2 separate regions of the Ovis aries genome follow, and region 2 is linked to region 1. The links are chromatin contacts, called in public Hi-C maps. All regions are on one chromosome and are shown on one strand. The core of a region is the stretch at or near the end of the contact, and the rest is flanking DNA. Distances in the headings are between cores, read along the strand shown. Region 1 holds the start of HECTD3 (HECT domain E3 ubiquitin protein ligase 3). Region 2 holds the start of HPDL (4-hydroxyphenylpyruvate dioxygenase like).

Region 1 (6,955 bases), core at 3,862-6,361:
GTCCTTGCTCCAGCTCACCTCCTCACCAGAGAGCTGCTTCCACACAAAACCCGGCAGAGCCAGGACCTGTGGGACAAACACTGCTGTCTTCGTGCCCTGAACTGCCCGGGTTTGGCTGGCTCTTCTTTCCAAGAGCCAGGACTAAGCTGGTTGGGTGCAGATTAGGCTACTCACCAGGAACTCCTTACCCCGAAGGGCAGCCCCCATCAGCTGTCCGATCCACTCATACTTGGCAAAGTCCCGGCAGGAGGGGTTGGGCACATACATGTCCCGGGCCTCGCCTGTGCCATTGCCCTGCCCCCGAGACAGAGCTGTCAGCATGGCCTGTAATGGACCCTCCTGTGTTACCCCAGATGCCTCAACGACTTCCCTGAACACCTTCCACGGAGGGGCCCTGAAGGAGCCCTCTGAACATACAATGGCTCCTTCCCTGCCTGCCCAGAAGCTGCCCCGGGCAGTTCAGTCTCTCCCTGCTCCTTCTCTGGCTTAGTCTGGCACCTGGGAGGTTTGCAGAGACAGAACAGCAGAAACAACTTGGGAGGTAGGGGTGAGGGCTTACCTGGTTGGCCGTTCGTACAAAGAAGGGCAGAGGCACAGGGGTGTCCGCCGAGCTAGGGCACAGTTCTTCTGACATGTCTGCCAAGCTGTCCCGGAAACCACCTCCTGAAAGGACAGACAGATGCTCTCAGTTGAGGCACACAAGAGCCCCAGCCCCCATGAGGGGGTAAGAAGCAAGTCCCCTATCTGGCTTAGCTGGTCACCCCAGATACCCCAACCACTCTCAATACGGCAGGCCTCTTGCTGCTGGCCCTCAAGGCCTCACCTTGGTCAATGATGCCTTCTGCAATGAATTTACACTCCCACCACTGGTCATAGCGCATGGGCCACCTATAAGGAGGGGTAAGTCTCTATCATTACACCGGGCTAGGGCTCAGGATGACCCACCAGCCCAGGGTCCAACCAGGAGTAGGGGCTACAGAGGGGTAACACTGAGGGGTCCAGAGGCAGTGTGTGGGTGGACATGGGTCCATGTGTGGTCCCCTGCCCCCAAGCCATACCTGTAGTCCAGGGGCTTTTCATACTTGTCAGAGGGCTTGAGGCCTTCATAAACCTGGGGCCAGGGAGAAGGGGAGGGAGTTGTGGGAACGTCTGAGACCCGGCCCCACTCTTGCCCAAAGACCTTGCTCAGGCCCCTCCTGGCCCAGCGCCCCCTAGTCCCCCTGCTGACCCGCCCTTGCTCTGACCCCAGGTGGTCCAGACCTGGGTGAAGACAGCGTTCTTGCAGGCGGGATCCCGTAAGGGGCAGGCACGGTGTTCCATGGCGAGGCGCCGGTTGATGTACAGACGTGGCATGAAGCTGGGCTTGCTGCTCTCTGAGTCACGCAGGCACTGGGCCACCAGGCCTGGCCGTTGGCGTGACAGCAGCAGGAACTGCTTCACTTGCTGGTGGGGAGAGGTGGCCAGAGCGGGGCCGGCAGGCAGTCAGCCTCTGACCAGGCCCTGGAACATTTCTCTGTTCCAACCCCACGGGGCCAGTTCAAGCCTACTCTATCCCTGGTCCTTGCTTTCAGTCTCTCCCTTAGTCCAGCCACCAGGGGAAGCTTTCTAAAACCCAACTTTGTCATTACCTGACATAAAAACCCAACTTTGTCTTTACCTGACATAAAAACCCAACTTTGTCTTTACCTTACATAAAAATTTCCCAATGGCTCCACTGACCAGGAACAAAGTCTGGCCCCGGTGCCCTCGGCTACCAGGGCCAGCCTCCTGCCCACCTCCTCCTGCCTCATCCCATGTCACACTCACATCTATGGCTATGCTTCTCTCAAGTCATCCTGAGCAGCTAGGAACTCCCAGTGGGCACCTTTCATACAGCCTGCCCTGTCCATGCTGTCACCTCTCCTCCCCAAGCTTTGTGCATGTCACATACTCTCTGGGAAATAGGACCCTAAACACTAAATTTTGATTATTTGTGTCTTTCTTCCTATGTTCCCAGAGCCTAGCAAAAGTCTAGGCCTAGAGTAGATCTAAGAACTTTCTGATGAAGCGTGAACAACTGCAGAAAGGGGTGCCCACTGCCAAGGCCAGCACTGAGTGAGTCAGGCTCACCTTAATCTCACTAAAGGTGCCCAGCGTGTGGTCCCAGGCAGGTACCAGGTGGTGCAGGACGCTGTCTAAGATCTTTATGAATCTGGGGAGGTTGGGTAAAGATAATTGTGGCTGAAGTCATAGATGTAAGACCCACTCACCACCCCCAACACACAGGGACAGGAGAAGGCAGGGCCCAGGGGCTCTCTGCCTCTTGAAGTGGAATAGCATACAATGTAAGATCTCTTCCACACAGACAAAAGGCTCAGGATGGGGGGTCAGGGGAGGGACTAACTGGCCCAGGACCACAGCCACCTCTGCAGGAGAACAGCTCTGCGGTACAGTACTTCCGGGTCAGTGCCTTCTAGGCGTGGGTATCGCACGAGATTGGTGGGCTGAAACAGGTCTGCATTTAGCCCTAATTCTCGCTGTCTAGAAGACTTGATCTTGACCCCTCGAAGACGCACATCAATCCCGTCATCTGGGGGAAGAGTCAGAGTGAGCTCACTTACGGCGCCTGCTGCCTCTTTGGCCCCGGGACCTGAGAATGGCTCTTCAGTGCTCAGCCTTGTGTCACCCTTTGCCCCTAGAAACTCGGGACCTTTGGGATCCCCTTCTATCGCCCGATTCTGACGATTATATTCTGTGCTAGTTCCTCCGTCCACCACTATAATATGGGGATGCCTGAAGGTCCCAACTCCATTCCTCTTCCAGGTGAGCCCAAGCACTTCTATGGCTTTAAGGCAGGCTTATACCCGGCACCATCCCGTTGGCTTGGGCCCCAAAGCTTCAGATCTTGGCGTTAGTTCAGCTGTCACCTTTATCCCAACTCCAAGTCCATCTCCTTCACTCCACACTCACTGCCAGCTAACCCCCATCTACATGCTGGGGCTCCCTTTCCCTCCTTATGGCCTTAAGCCCCACCTCGGCACTCGACGATGCGGATCTCGATGATTGGGAGGTGGACAGTCATGTCCTCCAGGACACAGACGTCCCCGATCAAGGTCCTGAGGGGATGAACATGGGGAACTTTGGAAACCCCTTGTCTTCAGGGGTTGCTGGGGTCACAGTCCACCTTACGCCTCCAAGCTGGGTCAGATCCTGCTGCCAGGATCATGTCCCACCTCCCAGCCCAGATCAGCTCACTCACTCGTCAATGCTCACGTCACTCAGCTTCTTCAGGTTGTCCCCTTCACCCCCATAGACCACCACCCGCTTAGGCATAAAGTTGTCATCTGTGGTATCCACCGTCAGTAGTAGTTTCCTGAGGGTTAAGAGGGTGCACATGTGTCTTTACACTCACAGGTACGTGGCTCACCCACCCTGTTGTGTTCAGAGCCCACTCACTTGACAATGGTGCCCTTTTTCATGGTCAGCCGTACCCAGTGCTGGCACTGGGACCCATCGCTCTCCCAGTACGTGTCCGCGTTGCTGTCTGTCAGGCAGGACACATTGAACTCCTCCTGGGGAGGGTAGAGAGGTGGATGGGCCAGGGAGCACAAGAGAGAAAGCACAGTGGAGCTGAGCTGGAAATCCATCTGGTAAGGGTGGAAGTGTCGAGGGATTCCTATAGGACTTCCAAGACTGGGGGGGTGGACTGAGTCTGGCCTGTGGGGATTCAGGTTTGGCTGTGGCTTAGAGGTAAGAGTTCTGAATCTAGCAGGATGTTACTACATCTTGCTTGGGGTGGGAGGAGTCCCAGCACCCACCGTGTAGGAGGAAACGTCTATGCTCTCCACATACTGCTTCACGCTACCCAGGTTCTCATCCTCCTTGCCCAGGTGGTCGTACAAGAAGTGGATCAGGTCCTCGTCGCACTCGTAGGTCCACGTCGGGGGCACATAGCTAAGCGACCCCAAGTCCCTAATTAGGTCGGGCCCAGACCTGGAGCTCCTTCCTCCCCAGCCCATCCCAGCTTACTCACAGTAGCCTTTGTACAGCTTCAGTGTATGCCTCGGCCGGCTGAGGCCTTGATCCCAGGCGATGTGAGTATGTCAAGTCCACCACCTGTTCCCATCTGTGCGCGCAGAATGGGGAACGGGATATGGAGACCTCAGCGGGCGGCAGAAGACCCTGGAGCCTTCTCCAGCGCTCTGGCTCCTCTAAACCATGCCTCCAGAAGCCCCACCCCAGCTCCCTTTAGGTCCCGCCCTTTTTGCTGTCAATCCTATCAGATCACACCGCCCGGGCTGTGCCAGTCTAGGGCCTGGCAGTCGGCCAGCAGCCCCACCCATCCCAGCGCAGGACCTGAGCACCGGGCGGTAGTCCACTCCGAAGAGCTGCTGCTGCCGCTGGAGGTGGTCTGGAGTGTCGATGGGTACCAGGCGGGCCCCGCCCTCGGCTGGGCGGCACACCAGGAGCCAGCCTTCGTCCAGCCCGCAGTCGCCCAGGTGTTCCGCCAGCTGCTCCTGCCGGGACGCACCAGACGAGGACAGCCGTCAGGGAACTGCCAGCGGCCCGCCCTGCCCAGCCCAGGGCGAAGGGCACCGGACGCTAAGTCAGCTCGATATGGGGGGTGGGGTGGGGAACAGCCAGGGGCTTCCCTGGCCCCGGGGTCTTTTGCACCTTGGTCAGCTTCACCCAGAGCCCGTGGCCGTTGCACAGCTCTTCGCCTGTGGTGCGCACGCAAGCGCCGCGCCGCAGCTCGATGCTGTCGCGGGCCGCGCGGAGGGCCCCAGAGCCGGTACCGGGGGCCGGGCCCGTGGCTCCCACACGCAGCCCCAGGCCTTCCGCCTCCCACACCGGCAGCAGCACGCGCGACGGTCCCGCCGGGTCCTTGTAAAGCTTGTAGAGCACCTCGCGCGGCACGAAAGCTAGCGCCGCCGGCAGCGGCCGCCCGGCACGGAGGCTCTTCGCTGCCTCCGCCAGAAAGCGTACACGGCCCAGCAGCTGTCGCGGGGACTCTAGCGCCGCGCCCGGACCCGGGCCAGCCATGGCGGTATGGCCCAGGGAAGCCCCGGGGCGATCCGGGCGCAGGAGATTCGGCAGAACCAGCAGACAGAGCTTCCCACCACCTTTAGCCCCGCCCTCGACCAGCCTTCGCCGTAAGTTCTGGACTAAGCGCACCTCATGTGTCGCCGTATTGTTCTGTGTACTTGGGTACTAAATCCTGTTATTTATTTCTGTGCCTTCCACTCAGTCAGCCAGACCCAAGTTCCGAAGTTTCTACCTGATCAATCTCCCCACTCCATTCCCATTGCTACTGCTCTCCTTTAAGCCACCATCCATCCTATCGAGCCCGAGCCCGAAACGCTATTCCTTCGACCTCCTGGAGCTTCCCTGCTCCCAGTGAGCCTCACTACAACCAACTGAATGTGTTAGCTATCCTGTCAGGTTTCCCATCCTAGGACGAGTGTGACTAAAATGTTTGGGAAAATGATCCCTCCCCAGCCTGGCTGCTGATGGGACTCTTGAGTCATTTAGACTTGTTCCTAGTGGTTACTCTTAACCTCAGGGCACTGGGGATCATTATCCAGTTTCTCCCAGTAATCCTAAACCAAATGAGAGGAAAGGCCAACGTGGCAAAAGAGGAGGCAAAAACAAACAAACCACGTACAGAAGTTGTTTAGTTCAGTCGTTCAGTCGTGTCCGACTCCCTGTGACCCCATGAATCGCAGCATGCCAGGCCTCCCTGTCCATCACCAACACCTGGAGTTCATCCAAACTCATGTCTATCGAGTCGGTGATGCCATCCAGCCATCTCATCCTCTTTCGTCCCCTTCTCCTCCTGCCCCCAATGCTCCTGCCCCATCTCCTCCTGATGCTGGGAGGCCAGCATCAGGGTCTTTCCCAATGAGTCAACTCTTTGCATGAGGTGGCCAAAGTATTGGAGCTTCAGCTTCAGCATCAGTCCTTCCAATGAACACCCAGGACTGATCTCCTTTAGAATGGACTGGTTGGATCTCCTTGCAGTCCAAGGGACTGCAAGAGTCTTCTCCAACACCACAGTTCAAAAGCATCAATTCTTCGGTGCTCAGCTTTCTTCACAGTCCAACTCTCATGTCCATACATGACCACTGGAAAAACCATAGCCTTGACTAAACGGACCTTTATTGGCAAAGTAATGTCTCTGCTTTTTAATATGCTGTCTAGTGTTGGTGATGGACAGGGAGGCCTGGCGTGCTGCGATTCATGGGGTCTCAAAGAGTCGGACTGAGCGACTGAACTGAACTGAGTGATGTATAATCACGGAGGAAAAGGAAAATTTGTCCCACCCCCACCCTTGTTTATTGAAAAGTTTACTGAGATGTAACTCATATCATATAAAGTGTACAAATCACTGTTTTTTAAATATAACATAAATTTTTAATAGTAAATAATAACAAATTTTGCAATCTTGGCCGTTTTTTTAAAGTGTACAATTATCTATTTCCAAAACTTTTTTGTCACCCCAAACAGGAAACTCTGTATCCTTAAGCAATAACTCCTCCTTGTCCCCACTCCCTAGTCCCTGGGGACTAATCTGCTAAAGCTCTAATCTACTTTTTGCCTCTATGAATTTGCCTATTCTAGATATTTCATGTAAGTGGAATGATACAGTATTTGCCATTTTGTGTCTTATTTCACTCAGCATAATGTTACAACAATGTTGTTGCATGTATCAGGATTTTATTTTTATGGCTGAATAATGTTCCATTGTATAAATACACTACATTTTGTTTATCCATTCATTGTTGAGGGACACTTGGGTGGAAACTTTGTTTTGATGTAGTTATCAAATAAAGGTATCAGGAAATAAATAATCCCATGTAATTTTGAGAGTTTTCCACTTTTTTCTCAGTAAGTTGGGAACACAGTGCCTCTCTTCTGATTTCTCCAAGCTATTTGTACCCTGTCACACTACTACAAGATAAAGTGAATACGTGCA
Region 2 (7,729 bases), core at 1,610-4,109, 300 kb after region 1:
CAAACCCATGTCCATTGAGTCGGTGATGCCATCCAACCATCTCTTCCTCTGCCGTCCTCTTCTCCTGCCCTCAATCTTTCCCAGCATCAGGGTCTTTTCCAATGAGTCAGCTCTTCACATCAGGTGGCCAAAGTATTGGAGTTTGAGCTTCAACATCAGTCCTTCCAATGAACACCCAGGACTGATCTCCTTAGGATGGACTGGTTGGATCTCCTTGCAGTCCAAGGGACTCTCAAGAGTCTTCTCCAACACTGAAGTTCAAAAGCATCAGTTCTTCAGCACTCAGCTTTCTCTATAGTCCAACTCTCACATCCATACATGACCACTAGAAAAAACCATAGCCTTGACTAGATGGACCTTTGTTGGTAAAGTAATGTCTCTGCTTTTTAATATGCTATCTAGGTTGGTTATAACTTTCCTTTCAAGGAGTAAGCGTCTTTTAATTTCATGGCTGCAGTCACCACCTGCAGTGATTTCGGAGCCCAGAAAAATAAAGTCAGCCACTGTTGCCACTGTTTCCCCATCTATCTGCCATGAAGTAATGGGACTGGATGCCATGATCTTAGTTTTCTGAATGTTGAGCTTTAAGCCAACTTTTTCCCTCTCCTCTTTCACTTTCATCAAGAGGCTCTTTAGTTCTTCACTTTCTGGTGTAAGAGTGGTGTCATCTGCGTATCTGAGGTTGTTAATATTTATCCTGGCAATCTTGATTCCAGCTTGTGCTTCATCCATGTATTATACCATATACTATTTCTTTTAATCATAACAATCCCATGGACTAGGTACTATTATTATTCCTATTTTTACAGATGAAGAAATTAAGGCTCAGAGAGGTTAAGCAACTTGCCCGAAGTTATACAAGTGCTAGTCAGAATTGGAGGTGAATTTTAATACCAGGTCTTAATGGCTTCTGGAGCCCATGTTCTCAAAATCACTGGTGTGTGGAGTAGCACAAAGTGCTTTTCACCGCTAATGACCAGCATCCAGGTACTGACTTACTGACTGTAGGCCTGAACACTCAGCCAGGCCTTTTGCTAAGCCCTGTCTCCTTGTTGCATCCTTCTTCCTCTTGCCAGTGAAACTCAATAATAAGTTGTCACACCAGGCTGCCTGATAAAGGAGTCTCTTTTACAATGCCTCAGACCATAGCATCCGTCCCACTATCTCCCCAACCTTATGCTCCGTGGGTCCCCTGAGGGCTTGTCTCACACTCCTCACTGAGCTTTTGCTTATGCCATCTGCCCTTCTTGGAATGTCCTTCCAATCCCTTCAACAGCTACCAGTGAAGTTCCGAAAGAGTCCTAATTTCCTGAACCCAGGGATCTCACACTGTTCTGAATGACAAGACCAGAAGTGCCCCCACTAAGCTTCTCTGGCCCAGTACCCAATCAAGAAACTGCAAACAGCAGGGAGGGCTTGTTCAATCCTAAGGCTTTCCTGGTGGTTCAGCTGGTAAAGAATCCACCTGCAATTTAGGAGACCTGGGTTCGATCCCTGGGTTGGGAAGATCCCCTGGAGAAGGGAACAGCTACCCGCTCCAATATTCTGGCCTGGAGAATTCTATGGACTATTCCATGGGATCTCAAAGAGTTGGACACAACTGAGTGACTTTCACTTTTCTTTCAATAGAGTCAGGAGGGTGAGAAAGGACACCCATGCAGCTATTCCTTTCAGATCCTGAGCCACTGTTTTTTGTTTTTCCCTCTAAATCTTGTTTAGGACAAGGAGGGTAAACCATATTAAGAGAGAAGTGGGGTTGAAAAAAGAGGTGGAACTGAGAGATTTCCCAAAAGATAGATGCATGTAGTGAAGAAGGAATTCATAGGGCCTGGACTCCATCTTAGGCCTGGTCATGCTGATCATGCTCAGCCGCCTTTCCAATGGACTCTGAACTCTGTGTTTAGTGCCTATGAAAACAACAACAGAAGGATAAGACCCGCTCCAGACAGGGGAACCTTGAAGATCATATCTAGGTTACTCTTTGCCTAAGAGAAAACATACACTAATCACCCCCTTCCTCCATCCAGGCCATAAATTTTTCTGTATCAATCGGAGTGTAACCTCGGGTTTATTGATTATTGGCTAATTGTTTGACTGTTTGAGCATGTGAGCACACAGCACGTGAATGATGGGGTTATTGGGATTGTATTTTCCTTGGTTTATGTAAGTTTCAAGGAATTTGGAGTGGTGGGTTCAGACACATATACATGGGGTATAAAAGATTTTCGCATATGCTGGTCGGGGTCCTTGGCTAAGAGGAGACTCTGCCTTGGGGCCGCCGGTGTAATAAACTGCACCCCACTATCTGCATTGTCCTTCTGAGTGAGTTTGTTTCCTGGAACGTGTGGCTACATTAGGAGCTATATAAATGGTCTATCTTCCTATAACATAAATTTCTCTGCACGACTTTGGAGAAAGAGTGAAAATTTGTAACTTAAAGCATTTTAAGTGTTAGGAACATTAAGACTTAAAAGCAAAATTCTCCAAATATTTTAAGCTAAAGCAGGAAAATTGCTAAGAAATTCCGTGCTTGTAGGGAGAAAATCCGGGCTTTCCCCCCAACTAGAGCTGATTCCCTTTGCTCTGAGGTTGGAACATGAATGGGAGCCCAATGCCTGGAATCTAGTGAAGGCAGCTATTGTGATCTCGAGAGTTGGGGGAAGGGAGAATCAGTGCCCAAGGGTGTGTGGCCCAGACAGAGGCCATGGGAAGGTCAGTGCTCAAGGGTGAGGCCCAGCCAGAGGCCGTGGGAGGGGGCAGTCCTGTGTCCCCGGGTTACCGTCAGCGACACAGGCTGAGCAGAAGGTGGAGCATGGCAGCTGCAGTCACTGGCTCCGCCCCTTCTCCCGCCCCTTCCCTGCCTTGCTTCCACGTGGTTCTCAAAAGCCGCAGCTCAGACTTGGTGGTCCCCAGGCAGCTCCAGTTTGCGGTAGCTCGGAAGCACGAACTGCAAGCCCCCAAGGGGGTCCGTCTGCGGCCTCTGCCAGAAAAAGATCGAGGAAGGTGCTTTGCGGGCAAAATTGGACTCCACAGGCTTTCAACGACAAGACTGAGCGTCTCGGAGTCCTGAACAAGTGAGCATCCCCAGGGAAAGGACAGGCCAGGGTCGCCATCCAGACCGCTATGGCCGCGCCCGTCCGCCGTCTGTGTCATATTGCCTTCCACGTGCCGGCAGGGCTACCCCTCGCCCGGGATCTGCAGCGCCTCTTTGGCTTTCAGCCTTTGGCAGTGCGGGAAGCAGACGGCTGGAGGCAACTGGCTCTGAGCAGCGGCGACGCTGTCTTTTTGGTGAATGAGGGCGCGGGCCCCAGAGAGCCGCTGTATGGCCTGGACCCGCATCATGGGATACCCAGCGCCACAAACCTGTGCTTCGACGTGGCCGACGCGGGTGCTGCCGCCCGGGCGCTGGCGGCGCTGGGCTGCAGCGTGCCGGTGCCCCCTGTCAGCGTGCGAGATGAGCAGGGCGCTGCCACCTATGCCGTGGTCAGCTCGCCGGCAGGCAACCTCAGCCTGACTCTGCTGGAGCGCACTGGCTTCAGTGGGCCCTTCCTGCCTGGCTTTAGTCCTGTACCCTCGGCACCCGGCCCTGGCTGGTTCAGCCACGTGGATCACCTGACCTTGGCCTGCAACCCCAGCAGCTCCCCAAAACTGATGCACTGGTTCCACGACTGTCTAGGCTTTCACCACCTGCCACTGAGTCCAGATGAGGATCCAGAGCTGGGCCTGGAGGTGCCAGCAGGGTCTGGGCTTGGCGGGCTAAGGCTCACCGCTCTGCAGGGCCCTGTCGGCTGCGCTGTCCCCACCCTTGTGCTGGCAGAGTCCCTGCCAAGGGCCACCAGCGGACAGGACCAGGTGGAGCAGTTTCTGGCCCGGAACAGGGGGCCTGGATTGCAGCACGTAGGGCTGTACACACCCAGTATCAAGGAAGCCATTGAAGGGGTGGCAGGGGCTGGGGGTCAGCTTCTGACTCCTCCTAAGGCCTACTACCAGCAGCCAGGCAAGGAGGAGCAGATCCTGGCTGCAGGGCAGGAGCCTAACCTGCTGGCCCAACAGGGAGTCTTGCTAGATGGTGACAGAGGAGAGTTTCTGCTTCAGGTCTTCACCAAGTCCCTGTTTGCGGAGGACACTTTCTTCCTGGAGCTGATCCAGAGACAGGGGGCCACTGGCTTTGGTGAGGGCAACATTCGGGCCCTGTGGCAGTCTGTGCAGGAGCAAGCTGCCAGGGTCCAAGAAGCCTGCAAAGGGCCCAAGCTGGATGCAGCTGGCTGTCCCGGCGCATTGGAAAGTTCAGCATAGGGCCTGCTGGAACTGAGGGACATTCACAGAGGCCTGGAGTAAATGCTTTTGTCTTTAGGGGCTTCCATCTCATCAGTACCTGCCAGAAGCTGAAACTCTCACAGGGGTCCAGAGAGGTGGGATTTTTTAAACTGTGAAGTATTTCTCATATTGTCTGTATCTAATATATAGGCAAAGTGTAAAGAATAGCAGAATTATATGATTAGGAAATTAAACATAATCAGTATTTCTGAATCCTCCTTGTCTTTCTGACCTCATTTCTCTCCACCACACCTCCAATATTATGATTAAAAACTTGTTTTCCTGCAGTGTCGCTCCATATGTAATGTACCCCTAAACAAATGATCTACATCGCAACCCACTCCAGCATTTTTGCCTAGAAAATTCCATGAATAGAGGAGCCTGGTGGGCTACAGTCCATGGGGTCGCCAAAGAGTCACTGAGCACAGGAGTCTAAGGCAAAATAAATTCTCCTCTGTGCTTCCCTGCTCCCTAGGGAGAAGCCACTGCAGGAAGGAGGGGCTGAGTCAGGGCTAAGCCCAACCACCTGCTCTAGGGTGATAACGCAGCTCCAATCAGAGACCTGGCCAGCGAGTGCTGGATGTAAGCCACTGGCAGGGGCTCCCTGCAGCTGCCTTCTCCCTTTCTGGGGTTGGAGGAGGACAGAACACCCCCCTCCTCCATCTGCCCAGGGCTGGCTGGGAGCTCAACAGAAGTCAGCACCAAACAGAGCTCTACCACTTTCTGGGTCCCTCAGAGGTGAGGAATGAAGGGGCTCAGGAGAGGGTGGGAAGCCTCCAGAATGACTACAAAACTAAGTATTTTATTAAACAGGATTCTCAGCAGGGTGGAGGCATCACTGGGCTGCAGTGTTGAGGCTGGGTGCATCAGTGGGGACGTGGGGCCGAAAGAAACTCTCCAGGACTTGCTGGCCTGGACTGGACTTTTTCCGTTTGGACAGGGTGGCCACCTGGGATCTTTTGGAACCCTGTGCAGAAGACAAAGGAAGGAAACAGCGAGTGACAGTAGAGAGTCTTCCTTGCACCTCGCCCCCCCCTCGCACCACTGATCTAGCTCAGATTTTAGCCTTAATACTGTAAAGCTTCCATCCTGTTTCCAGTGTCTAACTCTTCAATCAATCAATTCTTTAAAAGGCAGCCTGAGGTAGTCTTTCTAATAGCCAAATCTGACTCCTCTCTCCACCTAAAATCCTTCAGGGCCTTCATTGGCCTGGGCCAGTCCTGCTAACAACTCCAACTAATCCAACAGCTCACAGGCTGTATGGTACTTCACCTTGGCTCATACAACTCTTGGGCCAGGAAAGAATATCTTTACTGCTGATTCTCCTTCCAAACCTGGAGAAAATGATTTAGTTCTAGGACCTAGATTACCAGCTGCTTCTTCCAAGCATCCATTCCTGATTCTTATCTCCCAGATAGAAATGATAGCTCCCCACTTCATATCCCACAAAACTGAGTACAAACATTTCACACACTGTGACTCTACTGTCCCCATCATTTGCTCCTGTCCCCTCTCTACCTGTAAGGTCTTCAGGTCAAAAACTATTCCTCTTGCCCCAGTGAACTCTGTCATGCAGACTGTTCACCCAAACATGCATCACTTAACTCACTGAAAACCTGTAGATTTGGCCCTGGGGAGAGATGGCTGGGTGAGGGCCAAGAGACTCACCTTGCAGGTGCCAGGCTGTTGGCCCTCATACATGCGGAATACCTACATGAGAAGAGGGAAGTGCAGGGCTGGCATCTTTCCCGCAAAGAGACAAACCTCTGTATTCTACCCTTAACTTCATGCCCCAGCCCTTTTGTTTAAGATATGTTTTTCATTTGTTTACATAGTAACAGGTTTACTCAGAACATGCAGGGAACAGGAAAAAACACAACAAAGACAACAAAGGTAGTGCCTTTTTCATGGCGGTGGAGACGGCTGCAGTGTGAAAGTCCTCCCGGGTCAGCCAGCGAGCACCAGGTGGTACAATGGTCACTGGGGTGTGTTCTTCCAGGACCTGACCGTATACTTGGTATGTCATCTTGATGTGAGAGAAGGTGTGGACCACCTAGGGGGTGCCAAGAGGCTGAAACAGACCTGGAGATGTGGCCACAGAAGCCATCATTCCTGGGCACTTCTCTCCTCACTCACCTGCCCCAGGTGATGAAGGCGCATGTCCGGGAGGGGCCCCACCCAACTCTGTAGTTCCTGCTGCAGGGCCTCCCGCTGATGCTGCCCTGAGGCTTCCGCATTCACACTCACCGATGGGAACTCCCACAGTCCTGCCAGCAGACCTGAGAGGAAGGGCAGCCAGGCGTGGGTGGGGCCTTAGCTGCTGCTGCCTCCATTTCTTCCCTGTTGCTCATGCCACCTCACGGCACTCCCAGGGTCCAGGTACCTGAGTTGGGCCTCTGCACCAGCAGAATGCGGGCACCCCCAAGAGCCTTGGGCTGCTCCAGAACACAGATGGCAGAGCACTCCTCCCTGGGGGGCTTGCGGCTGGCCTTTCTGGGAAAGTTGGTTACTCCCAGGGTTTGGTCCCAGGGCTCTGTGGGAGGCACACACAGCGGGCATTGTCCAGAGTTGGGAGCTGGGAAGAGAGATCAAGAGCCTCACTCAGGCCGAGTGGGCTCAGGTGCCAAGCCCAAAGAGCAGGTCTTTGCCCAGCTCTGTAGAATCTGACTCAGTTGTAGGATGAAAGGGAATGAGGCTGCCACAGGCACCTCCCTGACAGCACAGGGAAGGGCTGGGGCTGCCACTCACCACACTCCTCCACATCACAACTGCCGGGCAGGCTCTGTGAGGCTGAGAGCTGCTCCCGCTCCACCTGAGAGGCACAGACAGGGCAGGATGCCATGGGGCAGTGGTCACTCCCTAGGACCCCTGACTGCCTCCCTTCCTTGGGTGGCTCACCCTCTGGCGTGCCCGGCACAGGCTCTGCACAGGGCAGTGGCTGCAGAGTGGGCGCTGCGGGGTGCACACTATGGCCCCCAACTCCATGGCTGCTTGGTTAAAGTCCCCTGGCCGGGCTGGGTCCACCAGCTGCTGGGCTAGGCTCCTACAAGAAGGGAATATTGCTCTGAGCCAAAGACCCTTTGGAGACACCTTTTCCAATCTTCCCCTTTACGCTAGTATCCTACCAGAGGTGCTGGGAGACAAGAGTGCTGCCAGGATCAGCACCTATGGCTCGGACACGGCACAGCACCCGTATGACGTTCCCATCTACCACTCCGGCGGCCTGGCACAGAGGAGTCCAGAGTCAGCCTGGTCTGGGAGGAAGGTGGGCACGTACAATATGGGGGTGGGTGGTGGGCTCACCTGGCCAAAGGCTATGGAAGCAATAGCTCCGGCTGTGTACCGCCCTACCCCAGGTAGGAACTGCTGCAGGGTCTCTGCTGTACGTGGCATGTGGCCCCCTAGCTCCTCT

What was found. A called contact is a pair of places that touch in the nucleus more often than the background predicts.
Region 2: a Hi-C map of tail adipose tissue shows a contact between it and region 1, with 6 times the contacts expected there. The contact joins the promoter of HPDL here to the promoter of HECTD3 in region 1. A contact is called at or near these places in 13 of 16 Hi-C or Micro-C datasets (blood, hypothalamus, liver and 6 more).

The regions. Positions count from the first base shown.
Region 1 is chr1:19,656,313-19,663,267 of ARS-UI_Ramb_v3.0, forward strand. It overlaps HECTD3 (HECT domain E3 ubiquitin protein ligase 3), which reads right to left and starts at 5,112. Exons shown (of 21, transcript XM_015091944.3): 1 at 4,654-5,112; 2 at 4,336-4,496; 3 at 4,013-4,105; 4 at 3,798-3,933; 5 at 3,436-3,551; 6 at 3,239-3,352; 7 at 3,013-3,095; 8 at 2,404-2,569; 9 at 2,110-2,191; 10 at 1,261-1,443; 11 at 1,059-1,111; 12 at 824-888; 13 at 560-663; 14 at 175-294; 1 more. The coding sequence starts at 5,022.
Region 2 is chr1:19,963,329-19,971,057 of ARS-UI_Ramb_v3.0, forward strand. HPDL (4-hydroxyphenylpyruvate dioxygenase like) reads left to right here and starts at 2,860. Exons shown (of 1, transcript XM_004001909.5): 1 at 2,860-4,530. The coding sequence starts at 3,124. The coding sequence ends at 4,296. It overlaps MUTYH (mutY DNA glycosylase), which reads right to left. Exons shown (of 17, transcript XM_060405296.1): 9 at 7,621-7,729; 10 at 7,443-7,540; 11 at 7,216-7,360; 12 at 7,066-7,129; 13 at 6,701-6,892; 14 at 6,454-6,596; 15 at 6,218-6,370; 16 at 5,986-6,027; 17 at 5,100-5,284. The coding sequence ends at 5,153.